Regions from separate parts of the Macaca mulatta genome. Here regions 1 and 2 are each linked to region 3. A link is a contact called in public Hi-C data. All regions are on one chromosome and are shown on one strand. The core of a region is the stretch at or near the end of the contact, and the rest is flanking DNA. Distances in the headings are between cores, read along the strand shown.

Region 1 (3,226 bases), core at 347-2,846, 140 kb after region 3:
AGAGTACTTTATGTACCTTAAACCATATAATTCTCCAGTTGCCCTGTTAAGCAGGTACTATGATTCTCCATCTTGCAGGTGAGGAAACAGAGGCATGGAGAGGTTAAGCTATTTAGCCAAGGTGATGTAGCTCATGAAAGAGGAGACAGGATTTGAACCCAGGCTTTTAAATTATATACCTCTACCTCACACCGAGCGTATGCAATTGGTAAGTTACTTGTCTGCCTCCTCTGCTCAACTGTGAGCTTTTGAGAACAGATACGATGTCTTCAGTCATCTATGTGTCATCTTTGCAACTGAGATCCAGTGCTTGTCACCTAGTAGGCACATTTGTATATGTATGAATGAATTGTCGATGTGACGTTGTAAATGTCTCATAAATCTCATGAGAAGTGCTACTAAGAATATGTGAGAGTAGTACAGGTATATCTGTATTTCACCCACCATGTGTATTGTCCATGAGGATATAAAATAAGTAAAAATTACGTTACTGCCTTTGAGGAGAATTTGGTTTAGCAGAAAAATTTAAATAGTTGAAAGAACTTAAATATGGAGCTTTTAAAAGCCATTCTGATTCCTGTTACCAAGGGGCATTATTAGTATTTATAGAAATCAACTTATCTTTTTAAAGGTTCATCATGTGCTAATAGCTAACAGCATCAACAGTTTAATTATTGACTTAATCAAGGTCTAGAGTAGAGGACTTCCTAGTACTTTGAGAACTCCTGGTCACTTTTCATGCCAGCCTTTGCTTTAAAAGGGATCCTAAAATGTGAAAGCTTTCTGTCTCTCTGATAGTGAACTAATTTATCAGTTAAAAATTTATCAACCCGGTTGAAGTTGGCAAGAAGATGATTCATCTTACATACATCAGATTCATGCAAAAGAAACATGTCAGTTACTATTTTAAATGCAAAAATAATATGCTTAAAATATAGGTATGGGCATACTGTGGTTTCTGGAATTGTCTTCCTGGAGAATCACTGAGACATGGTCTCTGATGTTCTTTATAATAGTAGCATGCTTATTTCATAAGCCAGAGCCCATATAGGAAAAAGCCTTTTTTCCACCATGCAAAGGCTTATAACTGAATGAGAAAAAAATTAATTAATTACATGAATATTAAGAGGTTACTTATCTATTATAACATTGGGCCACAAGTTGACTAATTAAAAGGAATGCAGGTTGGAAAGCTGCCACAAATCTGCTCCTTTCATTTAGAGGGCCACAGGCTGAAGCCAGTGATTGTGCGTGACAGACTCTGGGAACAATGGTGCAGTGCACAGACCGTCCAGATGAAGCATGCTCGTCTGAATTACACCGACGACAGGGTGGCCTACAGGCAGACAAAATGGTTAAACAATACATAATCAAGTTTTTATTTGGTATTTCCTGCGAGGCTGTACCAGTTGCCAGGGAGCGTACTGTATTTTTTTCTTCGGCTGTATTAATTGTTGACCATAGTTGGCAGATCCCCAAACAGGGACAGATAAGGGGGAAAATGGCATCTGGACATTAAAGCCTCAAGTGTACTGGGGGGAAAAAAAAGCACAAAAAATTACAGCATATATCAGGAATTTTCCAACTAACGATGTGCGGATGTGGTAGCGCGAGGGAAAAAGAGCCAAACTGAGCTTGCTTTGTTCACTAAGAGAGGCCCCCCTGTAACATTCCTTTTAGCTGTGCATATTTTGGCTTCATTTGTACAGTTTTAACTTTATACTGTGTGTGGAGGAGTTCAGTTGTAACTGGTGGTGCCTAATAATTCTATTGCAATAATTAAAGTTCATGGAGAGCTCTTAGGTTATTAGTTACATAGAAGCTGCTTCAAAAACCCGGAGTCTGAGCTGAAAACTTTTTAAGTGACATGTCATTACTATAAAAGATGGCAACAATTATTTTCTTCGATTTCACAGCAGTTTGTTTTGTTTTTTTTTAAGACAAGATTCATTTATGGAGACAAATAAGAAACAACATCTTAAAAGCTTCAGGTAGGAGTGAGGGGCCCAGACTGGGAATGAAGAGAATGTGGATCCTGTAACGTGTGAATAAAACATTTTCCAACTGGCTTCTAAAACATGAAAATTTGTGATAGCATAGTTTCATCTGCTGCTTTTAGATTTCATTTAAAATGTGAAATTAATATGTAAATGTTAGTAAATCTATTGCAGAAACCGAGTATTGCAGCTTCTCAACCTCTGATAGAAGTCATATGTGACTTAATTCAGTAATACGATGAAAAATCTCCAACTGAACACAACTTCCTTCTTAAAAGATTGACATGCCTTAGAGTCCCCAATAAAATAGTAATTGCAATGTACACCAATTGGTTAGAGCTGTGAAATATGTTTCCCGGGGGCTTCTCTGCAGTGGTAGAGGGCCGTCTGCCTGCATGGTTGTCATGCTCAGTGGTTACTTGCAGACTCTTTAGTTAGACCTGGGTTTGGATTCTATCTCTGACAGGTGGCTAGTTGTGGGACTACTGTAGTTATTAACATGTTTGAATATCAGTATCTTACCTAAAATATGGGTAAAATATTCTGTGCCTATGTCACAAGTTTTTATGTTTAAATAATATAAAATGTGTGAAATCCTTAATGAAGTGCCAGGCATATATGGAAGACCCTTGATAAACTTCAGCTGTTTTTCTTCGGCTACGTCTTCTCTGTTGTGCAGCTCTGGGGTTTCTTTGAGCTTCTCAAAACATTCCTTCTAGTCAGTTTCTGCATTAGAGTAGAATATATTTACTTAATCACCATTGACTTCCACAATAGATAACACAGAACAGGTTGTTTGTCTGTAATGAAAGCCAGGCCAATAGTTATGATTACTATTAAGCATTCTTCGAGAAGCTGAAATGTTATTAACTGTTTTCAGAAGCACAATTATTAAGAGCCAGTTATTAGTCCTGAAAAATAGTTGTCTCAAATATCATCATTCTTCCTGAGAAGACTTCCAACTACAGTATACATGTACTTTATGACATTATAGATGGCTGCCTGGTAATGTAGAGGCCAGGCTTCGTCTCCAAATGTGAAGAGAAGATTCTCTGTCTCATTCCTGTCTCATATTTGATTGGATGATTTTAGTAAGGCTTAATGACTTTTTTGCCAATCGGTTAAATTTTCTGATGTATGTTGCTTTTCATTTTCTTCTCCAGAAATCTTAACCCTCTTGAAGACAGGAAATGTGTTAGGAGTTCATAGACTCTGAATATTAGAATTGC
Region 2 (3,686 bases), core at 311-2,810, 210 kb after region 3:
AATAGTCAGGATCATGTCCAAAGGTAAAAGATCAGCAGTAAGTTTCTCCAGAGTTAGCAGCAGCTCCATCTCATTCCCAGTATAAAAACCAAAAATGTAGATGGATGTAAATCAATGTGTGGAACTTGTATCAAGAAAACTATAAAACTTGATTGATAGACATAAAAATGACTTACCTAGATATAGAGAATATTTGATTATTAGAAAGATACTAAATATTCCATTTTCCTGAACAAGAGGATTGAATGGTTGTAAGGATATAAAATCTTTCCAAATTAATTCATAGGTTTATGCAACTCCAGTCAGAATTCCAGTGGAATTTCCTGAAATGCATTTGGAAAAGTTAAACTGGTGAAAATAGCCAAGAATTTTTTGTTACAAAAAAAAAAAAGTTATGAAGAGAAACTCCTGCTACCAAGCACTAAAATACATTATACAATTACAATAATAAAAATAATGTGGTACCAGCAGAAGTGACAGACATTAATGGAACAGAATAGAGAATGAGACTTGAAACCCTAATTTAGGAAGTGATGCAACTTATCATAAATCACAAATCCGGGAGGACAGAACGGCATATGCAACAAATGAGAATAGGGTAATTGGTCAATTTCATGGGGGAAAAATGGTAACCTGATTAGATTATCACTATTCCTTACCACAGAACAAATGACAGATGGCTTAAAGAGTTAAATATTAAAAGTGAAACCATAAAAGAATAAAGAAACTGTGAGAAGTATTTGTGACCCTGGAATGGAGATATATTTTCAAAGCATTAAAAAGTCACAAACAAAAATACTAATATATTTGATTATATAAAAACTGAAAACTTTTGTTCATCAGAAAATAAAAACACTGCCAAGTTAAAAAGCACATGATAGTCTTGGAGAAAATGAATGAATATGACAAAGGTGTAATATCCTTAATGAATAAAAGAGCTCTTAAAATTAATTGGGAAGCCACTAGCACACCCCACTGTAGCTACACTACATTCCTATCACAGTCTGTACATATCACAGTGCTAAATCATTTTATACTCATAATATAGTTCAGATGACACAGACAGTATTAGAAATTCAGATCTTATTTTCCATTCACATATTCTTTGTCCAAAGGCAGTTTAAGGAAACTAACACATTACATGATGCTATAAATACTTCAGAACAGTTTGTCCACATTGACACTTCCATTTCCTAAAATGAAACCCTCGCTGGCCCACAGAGGGAGAAAAAAAAAGGCTAGCTTTGTTAACCAGTTTTATTTCAACAAGCACATCCACATGGTAAGAACTTCCTCTGATGAGTCATCCACAGTTGTCAAACACCAACTTTCCTTTGTTTGGCCCATGCAGAAATCAGGTCTGTGGAAGCACAGCTCCAGAGTCTGAATCATTTAATTGTGTTTTATTCATATCTGAATTTGCATCTGTCACAAACCCAATGTATCCACCGTGAAAAATTGCATCCTTCAAATATTACTGAACAAAAAATCCCTATTCAAATAGGTCTGTTCTGTCTAGATTGCCTGTGAAATTTCTGAGGAATGTTGTGGGCTCTGTTTCCTGTACCAAATTGTTGAGTTATCACACATCATTGGATTCTACCCAAAGTGTGCTGGATAGGCATATTATATTCAGACAGGATACCAGTTGTCTTTACCATTCATAAAGGAAAAAGAAAAGATTACTCCTGCTCCCTGTCATAAGATATAAACTAAGAGGTAGGTGAAAAATGTGTGTGTACCCATAGTTTTTTTAATGTGTCCTTGATTCTTGTCTTCACCAAGGTTTGAGTTTTATTCAGTCATAGCTTTGTTATGCACTTTCTTGTTACCCTATACTTGTTCAAAACTAAGGACTATAGTCAAGACTCAGATCCTGCCCTGGGATATGGTGCCATCTTAGCTTGTTTGGAAAAAAAAAATCTTTAGAGATACCATCATATCCATTTGTATATAAAAAGAGAAAAGAATGGAAGCGATGCTGTGTATTTTATTTTCATCTATTTACTCTATTTTCCAAATTTTCTACAATGTATATGTATTTTATAATCAAAATAATCTGTTACTTTTTAAATTTTTTATTTTGAATTTTTGTGGCTACATAGTAGATATATATGGTGTATATGAGATGTTTTAATGCAGGCATGCAATCATTTGCTATTTTTGACAGTACCCATGATGTATCATTCAGCATATAAATTCAGTAAATAAGCTTTTTGAAAAAGTTAAACTTGCTGTTGGGCCAGTAAAATTTTATTCTGATAAAATAAATGCTAGCTTTTGTTGATTAATCATCACACTAAACTCTCAATACTAGACACTGGTAGACAACATCACTGACATTCAAGGGCCAGAGCCCTTATTTATATGTTGAGCACATTATAATTTTTTAAGGAAAAAATGAGAAAATCAGTCTTTCAGTGTTTGGACTATTTTTAACCAATGATTGAATCCAATTTGAGAATATTTTTAGATCATTTGTAATGCTCTATGACTGATACTTTTGGTTCCATTTTGAGCAAACCTTCTTTTTTTTAAAGAAGCCACTTCAGCCAACAGACACTTCCATTTCAGAAAAATGTCTAGTGATTATTTTCCCCCAAAGGCAACGTGAAAACCTTCAGCCTCAGAAAAATGTCATTTTGTTGACATCCGGCTGATGTCAATATTAGAGTTTTTGCAAGAGAAAGGTGTGTGAGCATAGAGGTGACGATAATTATATACTCAAAGATGCACCCACAACAGAGCCCATAAGACTGCCTTTGGCAAAAAAATGTTGTGTTGAAGACAAAACCAGTGGATTCAGAGGTTAAAAGTAAGAAGTGGTTTTGAGAGCCACATTTTGGTTACCATAATGTATGTAGTATGTGCTGTTGAAATGTCTCTATTAGACAGACTTACTTTTGTATTTTCTAATTTTTATTCCTTGTGTCAATATTGTTTTGAAGTCAGCCTATCATGAGAGAAAACTTGATTCACTTAGCTAGTTCGTTTTCAGAGGTGTGTGTTACTGATTAATGTAGCACTGTCTCTTGTTACACCTACATAGCACTTGAGAATCATTCTCAACCCGGCTTACAGCCTATCACTACCAACCAAATTGGATGAAATCTCCTTGTCATCCTATATGTGTAGGTAGCTCCCCGCCAGTGACCCCCTAGTTGTGGTTGCCTCCTTAGATCCAGCACTTCCTGCAGACTATTAATTTAACACTGTGGACCTAACCATAGGCAATGCTCTTTCCCTGCCAAAGAGGCAAGATGCGTACAGTTTTACAAGGTCATTTACTGAGAGAGAGAAATAACATCTTGAATTGTGGTATGAAGAGGGGACTGCCCCCGGTCTAGTCCCTTATTACACAGTAGCAGCGAGTTGTTAGGAAAAAATAGAATAAAACCTGTCTGTCTGGACCACTTTCATTCTGATTGTTTTGAGGTATGCTTATTTGATTTTTTTTAAACAGCCTGCCCCACTGAAATAACAAAGAACTTAATTTTTTTTTTTAATTCTGTCTTCTACAGCCTCTTGTTCTGAGTCTCCTGGATTGGGTGACCAACCATCCCGGTTTGCCTGGGACAGAGAGGTTTCCCAGGACACAGCATTTTCAGTACTGAAACTGGGACAATCTTGGGCAAACTGGGCTCGTTGGTTACCCTATTCCTGGGCCCTCTCCTACCCAAATGACC
Region 3 (3,195 bases), core at 408-2,907:
TATATGAGATTATAGATAGCTTTATAAATACAAATTTTGTTCAGAAAACTGGATCTTATTTTAGAAGACATGCTCTTAACACAAATGTATTTTATGAATTATCTTAAGCTTAAAGACATACAATTATTCACTTTTATTTTTAAAGAAAAAAATATTATAATGCATTGCAAAATATGTGCTACTGGAAATGCATCAATTTTTTATTTCCCTAGCCTTACCTTATACTATAATATAGAATCAATTTTATAAAGGCAAAAATTTGATTTACTATGAGATCAGTAACATGGTTTTAAAGTCAAAAGATTTATAGAAGTAGTATGTCCAATTCAAACAGAATTTTGCCGGGTTTTAATTTTTCTACAAAGCACTGAAGTAAATAATTTTGTGAAAAGTTTTTCTTTAATATGTTTTAAAGGGTTTCAAGTATTCTACAGATAGAGATTTTGGGGAGAACACCAAATTCTTTCCAAAAAGACAGCTATTTCAAGTTTTCTTTTACTCCATTGTAGAAGGTTTTAAAGACTTTTTTTCTCCAAAAGCTCATTTTCACCTGAAATAATTGTATTCAAGGGTTTCTCAGCAGGTAAAGTATACATTCTTACAAGGTTTCAAATTTCAGATTTCCAATAATGCATTTAAACTGAGCACTCCTCTTTCTGTGTATGTATCTATTATCTGCAGTTCTATTATTTACACTAAATTTTAGTCTTTTTAGCTCCTCTGAAATACGTTAGTGAACCCTCAGCAGTTACTAACCACTTAATAATTGTGAACCCGCCAGCCCCTTCAAGTAGATCGTTAACCATAAGAGTGCCTGACAATTTCCAAACCATACCCTCTGTCTAAAAGGAAAAGATAGGGCTTTGTGAGGCAGAAAGGAAGCGAAGGAAAACAAAACAAATGTAGCTCATGCTGAAAGTGAAAAGTGCTTGAACAGATTAGTATTTTCTTTTCTGCAAGGCATCCTGCCAAACTTTTTCTTTATTTTTTTAAGAGAAGAGTTATTTTTTGGTCTGATTTTTCAGTTTCTTGGAAAGTATTGGTATTTACCACCCCCATCGGCCCTTCATAATTATTGTTAGTTGTTTTGTGTTTTTCCCATCCGTCCACGTCACACAGTGAGGATACCCCCTGCTTCACCCTGTCAAAACCCCAACTCTGGGCGACCCTGGGTTTGGAAACTCCGCCGACTCCCGACGACACGTCCCACTCTCTCCCACTAACGCCGCTTATTTTAGTCGCAGGATCCCCCTACTACAGTTTCAGTGAAAGCCGGAAATTTTCATTTAACTCCCCTGCCCCCCCAACCCCCCCGCCCCGCGCCTTTCTAGCCCCCGACTCGTAGAAGGGAGCTAGGGAGCCCGGAGCTCGGAGCACTGCCGGGGCTTGGCCGCCTCCTTTCTCTCCGGAAGGCTTTAATTTGCACACTTTCTTGCCACTGCGCCACGAGCCCCCAGCCTCGCCGCTGGGTGGGTCTCCGGCAGAGTTGGCTTCTCGGGTCCCTGCCCCCACCCCGCGCGGTCGCCCCCGCTGCCTCCCTGGCTGGGGCCCCCAGCGCCGGCCAGAGCCCCGCGGCCCCCGTCCGCCCCCAGCTAGCGGCGCGGGCGGCGCCCTCCGCCTTCCCTCCGCCCTCCGCCGCTGTGCCCACCCCCTCGCCGGAGAGAGTGCTGGTAACTCCTTCCCCAGAGTCTGATTACCTGCTCCGCGAGGCCGCGGACACGTGCGGAGAGCCGACTGACACTCGCAGCCCCCTCAGGAGGCCCGACGCGACTGGGCCCCTCAGGTGAGGAGCTGTGCGCTCGGGTGGGTGGGCTGCGGGGTGGGGGGTCCCTGGGGAGATATGGGGGATTGGCCGGGGTCCGAGGCAGAACTGTGGGTGGGGTAAGTGGAGGCTGGCGGGGGGTGGGGGGGACCTGTGTTTCCCTGGAATCGGCTTTGGTTAACCCCTTACGAACTGAGACGGCGTTGGTTATGGGGGCCAGTTTTGGGGAGCTAGAGGATTCTAATCTGACGAGAGGGGGAGATCCTACGCTAGGGACACCCGCGACACCGAGATCCTGCTTCCACGTACCCGTGCGCACACACACTCACACAGAACACTCCTCATCCAGTTTCTCCAAACGGAACTGGAACTCTACTCGGACATTCACATAATAATTCACATTTAGGGTTCAAAATGCACTGCCTCTAGGGACTCCATGCTGGAGAATGTGCTTGCATTTCCCCCACGAAAACTCCCTCGCCAGCTCGCTGAGGTGTGGGTGTGGGCTCCACCTTCCCCTCCACGAGATAAATGTTAACGCAGGCTTCCTGCGGGCGTGTTATGCACAGAAGAGTGCACGCAGCCGGCCGGTGCCCAGGCTTGGAGCCCCACGAAGACGCACGTTTGCTTTAGTTTCCAAGTTTACTTTTATCATTTAAAATATTGGAGTTAAACACACGCCCCGTGGTGAGCAGCCCTTGTCCCCGCAGGGCGCCCGTCCGTGTGCATATGGGCGCATCTGCGTGTGCGCACACGCGGGAGTCGCGGTCCCCGGTGTGGCCTCTTGTTGCCGTGCTGGTGGCGACCCTTGTGGTGCTTGGCAGGCTTCGGGAGAGGCGCATGAAGGATTTCATTGAGTGTGAAGACAGAGAGCAGAGACAGAAAGCAGAAGGAGGCGGCTGCAGCCTTTGTAGTCGCGGAGGAATGCGGAAATGTTGAAGCACTATGTCAAACTTTTTTTGAAATGGGGTCAAGTCACATTCAGCCAGCGTGGGAAAGCAACAACAACAACAAAAAAAAAGTGGAGGAGAGGGGGGGAAAAGGCATTGCTGCTCCCGTTTCTCTCCGCCGAAGCCGACCGTCTGGGGGGCGAGTGGGGGGAGAGTCAGGGTAGTGCGGGGCCCGGCGGGGGCAGCAGGCGAAGTTCCCTGCGGGGGTGGGACGTCCCCGACGCTTCCTTCGCTGCGGAGCCCGGGGCTAGACTCGAGCGGGAGGGGGATGGGGGGACGCAGGAGAGGCGGGTTGGGCGGCCGGCGGCGGCTCCCCGGCTACCTGTGTGGCCCTCGACCTGGCTCAGACGCCCGGGCAGTCCTTGGGGGCTCTTTCCTCGGCTTTTAAGGAAAGTTCTGAATGGAGTGAGTGCCAGAAGCACTGCTTTCGCCGCGGTCCGCTCCACGCGCTCATCGTGGGGGTCGCGCCGTTTGTTTAATTCC

Evidence for each region. A called contact is a pair of places that touch in the nucleus more often than the background predicts.
Region 1: a Hi-C map of liver shows a contact between it and region 3, with 4 times the contacts expected there. The contact joins the enhancer-like site here to the promoter of CDK6 in region 3. A contact is called at or near these places in 6 of 14 Hi-C or Micro-C datasets (blood, fetal cortex germinal zone, fetal cortical plate and 2 more).
Region 2: a Hi-C map of fibroblasts shows a contact between it and region 3, with 1.9 times the contacts expected there. The contact joins the enhancer-like site here to the promoter of CDK6 in region 3. A contact is called at or near these places in 6 of 14 Hi-C or Micro-C datasets (CD4 T cells, blood, cortical neurons and 3 more).

The regions. Positions count from the first base shown.
Region 1 is chr3:126,675,180-126,678,405 of T2T-MMU8v2.0, forward strand. All of the region lies in intron 4 of CDK6 (cyclin dependent kinase 6), which reads left to right. All of the region lies in intron 1 of LOC144339894 (a long non-coding RNA gene), which reads right to left. Among named protein-coding and RNA genes, the nearest start is that of FAM133B, 110 kb to the right of the region's middle. Within about 2 kb of position 1,597, at least 10 of the 40 cell types and tissues checked have an H3K27ac peak or open chromatin away from gene starts, as enhancers often do.
Region 2 is chr3:126,743,836-126,747,521 of T2T-MMU8v2.0, forward strand. The region is part of intron 5 of CDK6 (cyclin dependent kinase 6); the gene reads left to right. Among named protein-coding and RNA genes, the nearest start is that of FAM133B, 46 kb to the right of the region's middle. Within about 2 kb of position 1,561, at least 14 of the 40 cell types and tissues checked have an H3K27ac peak or open chromatin away from gene starts, as enhancers often do.
Region 3 is chr3:126,534,859-126,538,053 of T2T-MMU8v2.0, forward strand. CDK6 (cyclin dependent kinase 6) reads left to right here and starts at 1,658. Exons shown (of 8, transcript NM_001261307.1): 1 at 1,658-1,783.